Linked DNA regions of Gossypium hirsutum: regions 1 and 2 are each linked to region 3. Evidence: chromatin contacts called from public Hi-C data. All regions are on one chromosome and are shown on one strand. Each heading gives the region's core, a stretch centred on a gene start, on an enhancer-like site or on the middle of the called end of the contact. The rest is flanking DNA. Distances are from core to core; before and after follow the strand shown.

Region 1 (3,304 bases), core at 178-2,677, 370 kb after region 3:
AGTTCTTTTAAGTTAAATTTGGTTATTTTCAAACCCTTATGCGGCAATTATATTATCGCATGTGTAATGTTATGACAATTTACTATTTTCACATTATACTCACAAACAAAAAACACACTATTTTAATTAATGAATTTAATCCTATTGTTTGAGTCTAAACTCAAAATTTAAAAAAGTATGGGAATTAAAATTAATCAAATTGAAGAACATGAACCAAATCTACTATTTTAACCAAAATTTGAACTAATGAATTTAATTGCTAGTCTTTGGATTAGAATTAAAAATTTAAAATTCAATCCAAGATAATTGAATATGTTTTTTTAAAAAAAAAAACCTAATTTACAACTATATTAATTGATACTATCAAATTCAACCATTATAAATATTAAACTAATTAGTAGAATTGAACCAAAACCAATGTTATTTATTTATTTATTAAGTTAAATGACTACGTAGTTATTGTGATATATAAGGGAGCTGTGGTATCAAAAAAGTTTTTCCTTTTATTAATTTACAAGTAAAATTATACATGCTAAACATATGTGAATCAATTATAATTAAGATTAAATATTATAGATGGGATAATTAAATTAATATGCGAAATTGTTTTAGAGAGAGCTCATAGGCGATAAAATTTAAGAGAAAATAAATTTAGAAATAATCCACACATAGTTGAAATAAAGTATCAACATTTGCAATAATATACAACTTTTGAAAATATTTGGATGGAGTGTTTGGGTTGATGACAATAGTAACACCTTGGGAGTTTGAGATATGAGAAGTTGTACCCTCTATAAATCAGATATAGATGTGTACGTACAAATCTATTTCAATTATAAACATATATGAGTAATCTTCTAAATCCCCTGGATGGTTTTAGGCACACGAAAGCAAGTTTTGATAATTAAGGTTTCAATCAGGGGCTTCTTAATTTCAATTTTTGCTTTAAAATGAACATGGGGCAACTTGCCTCTGTCTTACGTCGACAATCCCTACCCACATCCCCACGTCGCTAACAATTTAGACTTTTTCATCCAAAATTCGTAAGCAGACATTGGTTTAATTCTGCTTTTGCTCTTTCCACTTTTGAGTTTATTTTTTTTTTTTGATTTAAAGAGTGTCAATTTTTTAAAATTACAAATTTTACTCAAAACTAGTGGAAGCCATGTGAGAAAAAAAAGATTGATTTTTACTTTACGTTCTCTAAACAACCTTATAAATTCATATGCAATATTTTTATTTGCTTATTTTGTTACAGGAGATATGGGTTGAATTTTAATTATTGAATAGAAAATAAAATAAATAGCGACGTGTCTACATTATACCACTCGCCCTTCTCCGTAAAATGATGGCTTCATATAAGAGAAGAAAGGAGCGTAGAAATTGTTAACCATATCACTCGTTTTCAACTGGTTTATGGCATTTTTCAAGCTTACCAGATACGAATATATTAAACAAATAAAATGCTTTCTTAGAGTGGTTTGTTTAATAAGTTTTAGACCCAAAAATGATTAAAAGGTGAATACCAATGAATTATATTATTGTAACGTGCCTCTTTTTAAACTTGTAAACAATGTCTTCCCGTTGACCGCCATGAAAGTTTTATCTTGGGAGTTCTAGCACACTTGTGCAATTCTTAATATCTAGATACCTTTAAGCTCTTCAACACCCCATATTTCAGAATGACGACAACCAAAATTTTCGTCTGCCCGGTTGTTATTCCAGCTAAATCCCCTGTTGCTTTTATGTTCTTATTTGCTCTTCTGATGTTTCTTATGTTAACAGATAGTATCGTTTCTAATATTTCGCTGGAATCGGCTGCCTTCACTCAAAAACAAGATTCCCAATCGTTGCAGACTCTAACAGTTACAAGAAATATCAAGTCCGATGTTGTTCTTCCTCTGTCACTGACTGTTTCCACGAAAAACAACATCGTTGATGGTGATAGTGAACATCAGAATTCTCTAGCTTCTTCCTTGGGTGCTAGAGAAAAACGTGGAATTGGGAAATTCAGGAGAAAACTGCCAGAACATGAGATTTTGAAGTCAGACGAGTTGACAAAGAAGTTCCATGGCCGAGTTCTTGAATTCTTCAATCGTGGGTGCGAGCTTCACTTCTTCATGACATGGATTTCAAAGGTAGGGTCCTTTGGGAGAAGGGAAATCATGGCTGCTGAAAGCGTTTTCAAAGCCCACCCTAATGGTTGCTTGATGATTCTATCGAGAACCATGGACTCAGTACAAGGTTACAGGATCCTTAAACCGTTGCTTGATCGTGGGTTCAAAGTTATAGCAGTGGCACCGGACTTTCCATTTCTGGTCAAGAATACACCTGCTGAAGCTTGGCTTGATGATATGAAGAGTGGGAAAAAGGACCCTGGTGTGATTCCGTTGGCTCAGAATCTATCTAATTTGATGAGGCTTGTAGTGTTATACAAGTACGGAGGTGTTTACTTGGATACGGATTTCATAGTGATGAGGAGTTTTAAAGGGTTGAAGAGCACAATTGGAGCACAAAGCATTGATGTGGTGTCTAAGAACTGGACAAGATTGAACAATGCAGTACTGGTCTTTGATATGAAACATCCACTTGTACTCAAGTTCATTGAGGAATTTGCTTTGACTTTTGATGGGAACAAATGGGGACATAATGGGCCCTATATGGTTTCAAGGGTAGTTCGCAGAGTAGAAGGCAGACCTGGTTATAATTTTACAATCTTACCACCTATGGCTTTTTATCCTGTTGATTGGATTAAAATAGGAGGTCTGTTTAAGATGCCTAAAGACAGGGCAGGCTCGAGATGGATAGAGTCTAAGGTGCAGCAGCTAAAGAGGCAAACATATGGAGTACATCTCTGGAATAAGCAAAGTAGCAAATTAGTGGTTGAAGAGGGAAGTGTAATGGAAAGATTAATGGCACAGAACTGTGTTTTGTGTACACGTATATATAGCTCTTAGAAGAGATGGTGAAGGCTTGTTAGTGTCAAAATGTTGTACAGTGTGTGTTCATTGAAAGGGCCGAATTCAAGGGCTGTGCTGTTTCTTCCTTCCTCAAATTGTAAATTAAATGTGGATTAATTGGACACAAAAAATAAAATAAAAAAAGGAAGGAAAGACTTAATATTGTTGACTTTTGTTTTTTTGGTTTTGAATGTTGGTTCAAACAAAGCTTCATTTATGGAATCAGTTTTTATTGTCACAGCTAATGGTGTATTAGAGCGTGAGAAATGATCAGTGCATGAATTGATGATAGTTGAAAGAGTTTTAGCATGTATGCGAGTGAGATAATAAGAGAGTGCATTTGT
Region 2 (3,530 bases), core at 897-3,396, 320 kb after region 3:
TTTACCATTCTAATATATTATATCTTTATATTTTTTCTAAAAATTAAAATAAAATGTTATTATTTTTAAAAATTAAAATATAATTTTATCTTATTAATTTAAAATAAAAAAAAAGTTATTATTATGTAGACGAGACGCTGCGATCTTAGCTACCCCTGCCTCTAAATGAATTTTGTAGTCGCACTTGTAAAAAAAAAAAAGTGGGAGCCAGTAAATGATTAAAGGGTAAACTACACCCATGGTCACTTTTGTTTACCTTAGGTTACGTTTTAGTCACTTATGTTTAAAATGTTACGTTTTAGTCATTTACGTTATCATGTTGTAACATTTTAGTCACTGAGCCATTAATCGTCGTTAATGGTGTAACGGTAAGCTGACGTGGCAAGTTAAATCATCATTTCAAACAAAATTTTAGGTTAAATTATACAATTGATCTCCATATTTTTTTCGTTTTAAGTAATTTAATTTTTTTTATTTTATGTTCTTTAACTTTCCTCTTTTTTCCATTCTCTTTTGTTTCTCCCTCTGTTTTCATATCTTTCCCATTTCTTTTAACATATTAGGAAGTCGAATTGGCAGTGAAAAAAGAAGTAGGAAATCAACTATCATCATTTGCCTATAACCAAAACCCTATAACCAAAACCCATAAACTCATACCATGCTTCTTTCTTCACTACCAATTCGACTTCCAGGTATGTTAAAAGAAATAAAGAATGTAGGAAAACAGAGGGAGAAGCAGAAGAGAATGAAAAATAAAGAAAATAAAGAATGAAAGTTAAAAGAACATAAAAGAATTAAATTGCTCAAAATGAAAAATTATGGGGACCAATTGTATAATTTAACCTAAAGTTTTTGTTTGAAATGATAATTTAACGTGCCACGTCAGCTTACTATTACACCATTAACGACAATTAACGGCTCAGTGACTAAAATGTTACAACACAATAACGTAAGTGACTAAAACGTAACATTTCAAATATAAGTGACTGAAATGTAACCTAAGGTAAATAAAAGTGACCATGGGTGTAGTTTACCCATGATTAAATGCATTGCTCATCAAAGAAAAATATAAAAGAAACATTTGGAAATGGTCCTAATTTCCAAAGAATGGGCATCAAATGCAGTTTGAGTGGTTAGTTGGGCCCGCTCAACAACAAAACCAAAATGCATGGCAGCCACCGGCGCCTCTCGATTCACGAGGCTCGCTGTCCTGCGTCTCCCTAATTTAAATCATGGCCGTTGGATTGCCAATCGTTTGTTCATCTCGAGATTGCCCGAGTTTAATAACTCAGCATTTTTTGAATTTTAAGTTGAGAGGAAAGTATCCGCTACCTTGCGGAGGTTTTTACCTCTTTTTATTTATTTATTTAGTGTTGGTTTTAGTCAATCCTCCACCATGTGCCATGCTGCTGCCTCAAGAATGTTCTATTCAAATGATTCGTAATTCGACTTCTTTCTATCACATAATTACTTAAATTGCCACTCCGCCATCTTTAAATTATATATTAGTTCGAACATATCTAAAATACACAAATAAAATTTTAAATATATTTTTATTTATCTTATGACAAATTACAAAAACAACCTAATAATAAATTCTAAATCGTATTAACAAAAATGGGCAATCATAGCTTTTTAATAAAAATGCAACTCATTAGGTGAAGTAATATGATATAAAGTCTACATTCATTATCACTAATCCTACTTAATCTTAAAATAGAAAAAAAGTTTATCCTAACTACAATTAAAATGAAGGTAACAAAAACCCTTTTTCTAATTCAACCAGTTTTTATATATATTATTATTCACTAAAAATTTACTCCAAGAGTGAGTTTAGATGAATGGTGCGTTTAGTTACAATTAATGTAAAAGCAACGATAGTAATAAAATTAGATACGAAGATAAAATAAAAAATAAGTTTAGACACACTTCACTACCATCCAAACCCACCTTAAATCTAAAAAAAACACCTTTTATCTTTTACCCCGAAAATCTGGAACAAAGTAGAAAGAATTTATTTTGTCTTAAATAGAAAGAAATTTTAGATTTTTAGTACAAGAAAAATGGCATTATAGTGATTATCTCTATAATTAAGGGTAATTTATATAAACATCTAACAATGGCTAAACACCCTCCTTCAAATTTTCAAATTTCTTCTGAGCTAAAACCCAGACAAGCACCTGTTGGTTGTCAGATCATTCACTAAAATAAAATTTAAAAAAATAACAAAAGAAATAATATTTTTTTCTTTAAAAATTAAACATTTCCCTCTTTCACACGGAAATGACGTTGTAATACTACTAAGTTCCTCCTTCGTTGAACCAACTTTCTTTTTTTTTTTTTGGAATTTGGAGTTCAGGTTTGGATCTAAGAAGAAAGGATTTGGTGGTGATTTTTATGGTGTCTTTGATCAGTTTTTAGAGACCGATAATGGTGATGAAGGAGAGAGACGAAGAACTAGCTTTGTTCCTGGAAATGCGGAGACGAGAGAAGGAGAAAGAGAAAAGCAACAATCTTCTCTCCGTTCACAAATCTGAACAACAACTCAATGTTCCTTTTGGTAAACTAAATGATTTTAACTTCATTTTGAGGTTCTTCCTTGTGGAACACTACTTTATTTTTTTGAAGTGGTTGTATGTTTGTTGACTGTTGACTAAAGTGATGTTCTTGGATTTGAAATAGGATCTAACGTAACCGTAAACGGAAACGGAAACGTCGGTGGCGGAGGTTCTCCGGTATCGAAGATCTTCTCGGCCTTGCCTGTACGAAAGACTGCAGCAGATAATTTTTTGAATTCGGAGAACGAAAAGTCTGATTATGATTGGTAAATGCTAAAGATATCTTATATCTCTCTAGCTGCTTTGGTTGATTTTAACCTTAAAATTTACGATCGATCTCTGCTTAGAGCAGTAAGATGTTTATTATGGAGCTCTAGGTTTTGGGTAATTGAATCTACGTGCTTATCAAATATCCTTTCTTGCTTTTTTTAACCAAAAGAAAGAATATGAAGTTTGTATTAAGCAATAATTTGAATTTTATCTTAAAGCTTCCTTTTAAGGGGGAAAGGTATGGGTACCAATTAAGCCATAAAGAGAAGTACTTGACATCATTCTAAATCTTTAAAAGAAAGCATTCATTTGCTTTTTGTAAAATTTGGATTTTGACATGAAAAAGGTTTTTTAAATGGAGAATTAAAATTTATTATTTGATTTTATTTTATAGTCTCCATATCAATCATACATCAGGTAGTAAGTTGTGAGAGTGCAAAGATTAGATATGGTAATTATCCCAAAATCCAGTGGCTGAAGTTTTTAGGTGAAGGATGTGGCCTAATGTTAAATTTGTTGTTTCCGCAATGCTAATAACTTTATTGGCATCCATATGATCTATTCCCTCTTTCAAATTTGCTTTTACCTTTTGGCAACAGAATTTGTTTAAGATATTCTTCCCAGAAAAAGAAACAGACATTTCAAAACTTGATAATTATATTTTAATGCTTTGACAGTTTACATTTCCTTATGGTTACCGTA
Region 3 (3,321 bases), core at 803-3,302:
TTCTTTAGTTGGTTCCAAAAGCACTTTCTATAAGTGCTTTGGATCACAAAAGCCCTTTATTTAGCATCACTTTTGTCATAAAAAGGTAATTTTGAACAGCCAAAAGCAATGGTAAACACACCCTAAGTTAAGTATAAAGTTGTGGTCAGTAAATTCAAAGTAGTGTACCTAAAAGACTATCGGACTGTGGATGATCTGGTTGCATTGAAACATAAGAGCAAAGTTAATCGAGGACCAGGGACATACCACCACAAATCCACCATCATGTTTATAATGCATAAGTCATCATTGGCTCAAGCCAAGTTTAAAGTATTAGCATAAAGCCAAAATATAAACATAAACAAGAGAACATAAAATGGAATCTAAAGTGACCATCAAGAAATCTGCAAAGTTCATCATAAACACATAGATAAACAAAGAAGTTTCATAATCAATCTAATCTTCATCAACATTAAAGGAAGTGTAAAAACGAAGCTTGTTGAGAAGGGAACAGTAAAATAGCATGAAATAATCATAATATAATACCATTGAATTCACATTTAAATTGAATAACTGACCAGGAGCACTTAAGTTTCAAGTAGCTTAGAAGATTGAAACAGAAAACAAAAAGAGGAAAAGGAATGAAAAACAAAATCATTTTGCTAAAGTTGGTGCATTGTTATCCCCATTTCCCCATAGAAAACATTCTTAATAAAGCTTTCTTGTGTCAAATGCTGACTAACTTAAACTTGTACCGAGCATTAAGATCTTAAACGAGAAAGGGCGCAATCCAATAGCTATGAGAAGTTATGATGATCATCATCAGATCTCAAATAATCAAAACCATAACAAGCCAGCACTAAGCATCATCGTCATGCAGCTTTGTCATTACACAGAAAACAATCAATCATTTTAAATGATAAGATTCCTATCATCCTAATAAGAAGCAACACTATTTTAAGCAAAAAGTCAAACTTGGCAACATCTTTAAACAATAACATCCCTTGCTAATTAAGCTCATGTGACCAACGTTAATTATTCATTCTCTAATGCCTACAAACCTTTCACAAGATACAATTATTGATGTTCTACATTACTTACAAGTCATGCTCAAAACCTAATAAGAATTGAATTTAGATCCACATATGAGTCAAGCTGAAAGGCGAAAGCTCCCTATTCAAAAAGAGAAATCAAAGTATGAAAAAGTGAATAACTAAGCATTACCAATTAAATATACCACCACCACCCCCCCCCCCAAAAAAAATTAAGTATATTAACTAAAAATAAAAGATTACCCGCTAGCATCAATAACATCCCTAGAAATCTTCATTTTCTTGGTAGTCCCTTTATATAGATCCTCCAAGCTGCAGGGTAATGGTTGTTCAATAGCGGGTCCTTTACGGAGCATAGTTGTAGAACCCTCCCCAGCTCCACCCCTAAACGACCCGAATATGTCTTCCCTAAACATGCCCCTGGGGAACCCCGACATCCCAGCACGTGACCCGCCCATATCACCCATCCCTCCAAATGGACTCGAACACCCAAAAAACTCCGAGAAAATATCTTCGGGGCTCCGAGGATTGAACCGGAACATCGTCGGGCCAGAACCCCCGTCCGCCCCTCCCGGAAACCCTCCCGCACCCGGAGGCGGCATCTGGCCTTTTAACCCTTCTTCGCCGTACTGATCGTAAACCGCACGCTTTTGGGGATCGCTCAAAACCTATAATTGATTGAAAACTTTCCATTACTAAAAATGATGATCAGAAAAAGGAAGCAAAAAAATTTAATTACATCGTAAGCTTCGGAGATTTGCTTAAATTTGGCTTCGGCTTCTTTCTTGGATTTAGGATTCTTGTCGGGATGCCACTTCATGGCCAGCTTACGATACGCTTTCTTCAAATCTTCATCATTAGCATTCCGGTCGACCTGAAGAATCCTGTAATAATCAACACCCATTCTTCACTACTGCTGCCGTTGGCTAATTTTCCTCTGTACTCTTTGAGCTTCAACTTGAGTTGTTTGCATACGAATTATATGAGACTAATTTTAATAGGCAACGGCCCATCATCTAAATCCTCGCAGGCTTACCATCTTTTCTGGCCTAATAATCAATTTTCTCCTTAATAGCCAAAAATGCCCCCCGCATTTGCAATTCATCACATAAATATCCAACGAGGCCTTCTGTTGGTTATTAAACATGTATTTGTCAGCATATTATATTTATATATAATAGTAAGATTTTCATCAAATTGATATTAAAATAAAATCATCAAATTATGAGTTTTGGGTTTTTAATTTGAAGACTGAATTTTTATACTTTAATTTTATTTTCTATTAATTTTAATATTATGTTCTGACTTAAATTACTAATATGGTTTCAGAGCTATATAAATTGACTAATGTGTGTGTTTTTTTTAAATAAAGAAGTTAAAATCATAAGATTAATTTGAATTTTTTTTAAATTACGAATGAGTGAAAAATGACAATTTTTTATTGAAAGACTAAAGGGTAAATTACACCAATAGTCACTCAACTTTGATGCAGTTGGCAAAACAGTCACTCAACTTTCGAAAAATTACAAAACAGTCACTAACGTTATCGAAAAGTGACAAATCAGTCACCCATTAACATTTTCCATTACAGACCTAACGGGACAGGTGACGTGGCCAGTTAACTTGCCACGTTGGACAAGGCAAAGTTGAGTGACTTTTTTTTTTGTCCTTCCTTTTCCCTTTTTTTAATGAATGACCTAATATTTTTTTATTTTTTTGCGTAAATGGCTCAATATATTTATACTTCTTCTTTTCCATCCCAAGAATCTTGCGGTCGACGCCTCCGCCACAACCATCTTTGGCATCACCATCGTTGACCTCCAAACCACCGCCACCCTATCCTTTTTTTTCTTTTTCAACCCCCCAATAAAGGAGCCACCACGGTTGGGATCCAACTACCTTTTTCTACTGCCCAAAGTCATTAACTCTGAAAAAAATCATATCAAAATAGGATTGAAGACAATTTGGAGTCAAACTATTAGTACCCACAACCAAACTAGTAAGGGGAAAGTCCTCTAAAGAAACATTATCAAGTCTGGGATATGATATGATATATACAAAAAGGGAACATCCAGGCAAAATCATAATCAAAACAAAATCAAAAAGAGAAAAACAAAATAGGAGAAACTCCATTGCCAACATTATAAAGTTGCATAAAACAAAATCAAAAGCAAAACAAGGGAACATCCAGACAAACTAAACAATCGATTGAACCCATGATTTTGGGGAACAAAGGAAGCAGTTCCTCCAAAAGGACAGCCAAATGTTGACAAGGGATTCTAGAGTAGGT

What was found. A called contact is a pair of places that touch in the nucleus more often than the background predicts.
Region 1: a contact with region 3 is called in a Hi-C map of seedling, with 4 times the contacts expected there. The contact joins the promoter of LOC107899525 here to the promoter of LOC107899535 in region 3. A contact is called at or near these places in 2 of 34 Hi-C or Micro-C datasets (leaf and seedling).
Region 2: a contact with region 3 is called in a Hi-C map of leaf, with 2.0 times the contacts expected there. The contact joins the promoter of LOC107899527 here to the promoter of LOC107899535 in region 3. A contact is called at or near these places in 5 of 34 Hi-C or Micro-C datasets (callus, hypocotyl and leaf).

Annotation. Positions count from the first base shown.
Region 1 is chrD04:47,882,897-47,886,200 of Gossypium_hirsutum_v2.1, reverse strand. LOC107899525 (lactosylceramide 4-alpha-galactosyltransferase) reads left to right here and starts at 1,427. Exons shown (of 1, transcript XM_016825266.2): 1 at 1,427-3,045. The coding sequence starts at 1,683. The coding sequence ends at 2,957.
Region 2 is chrD04:47,938,483-47,942,012 of Gossypium_hirsutum_v2.1, reverse strand. It overlaps LOC107899527 (putative GPI-anchored protein pfl2), which reads left to right and starts at 2,146. Exons shown (of 5, transcript XM_016825268.2): 1 at 2,146-2,560; 2 at 2,683-2,824. The coding sequence starts at 2,431.
Region 3 is chrD04:48,256,664-48,259,984 of Gossypium_hirsutum_v2.1, reverse strand. LOC107899535 (dnaJ homolog subfamily B member 13) reads right to left here and starts at 2,052. Exons shown (of 3, transcript XM_041090743.1): 1 at 1,771-2,052; 2 at 1,275-1,699. The coding sequence starts at 1,935.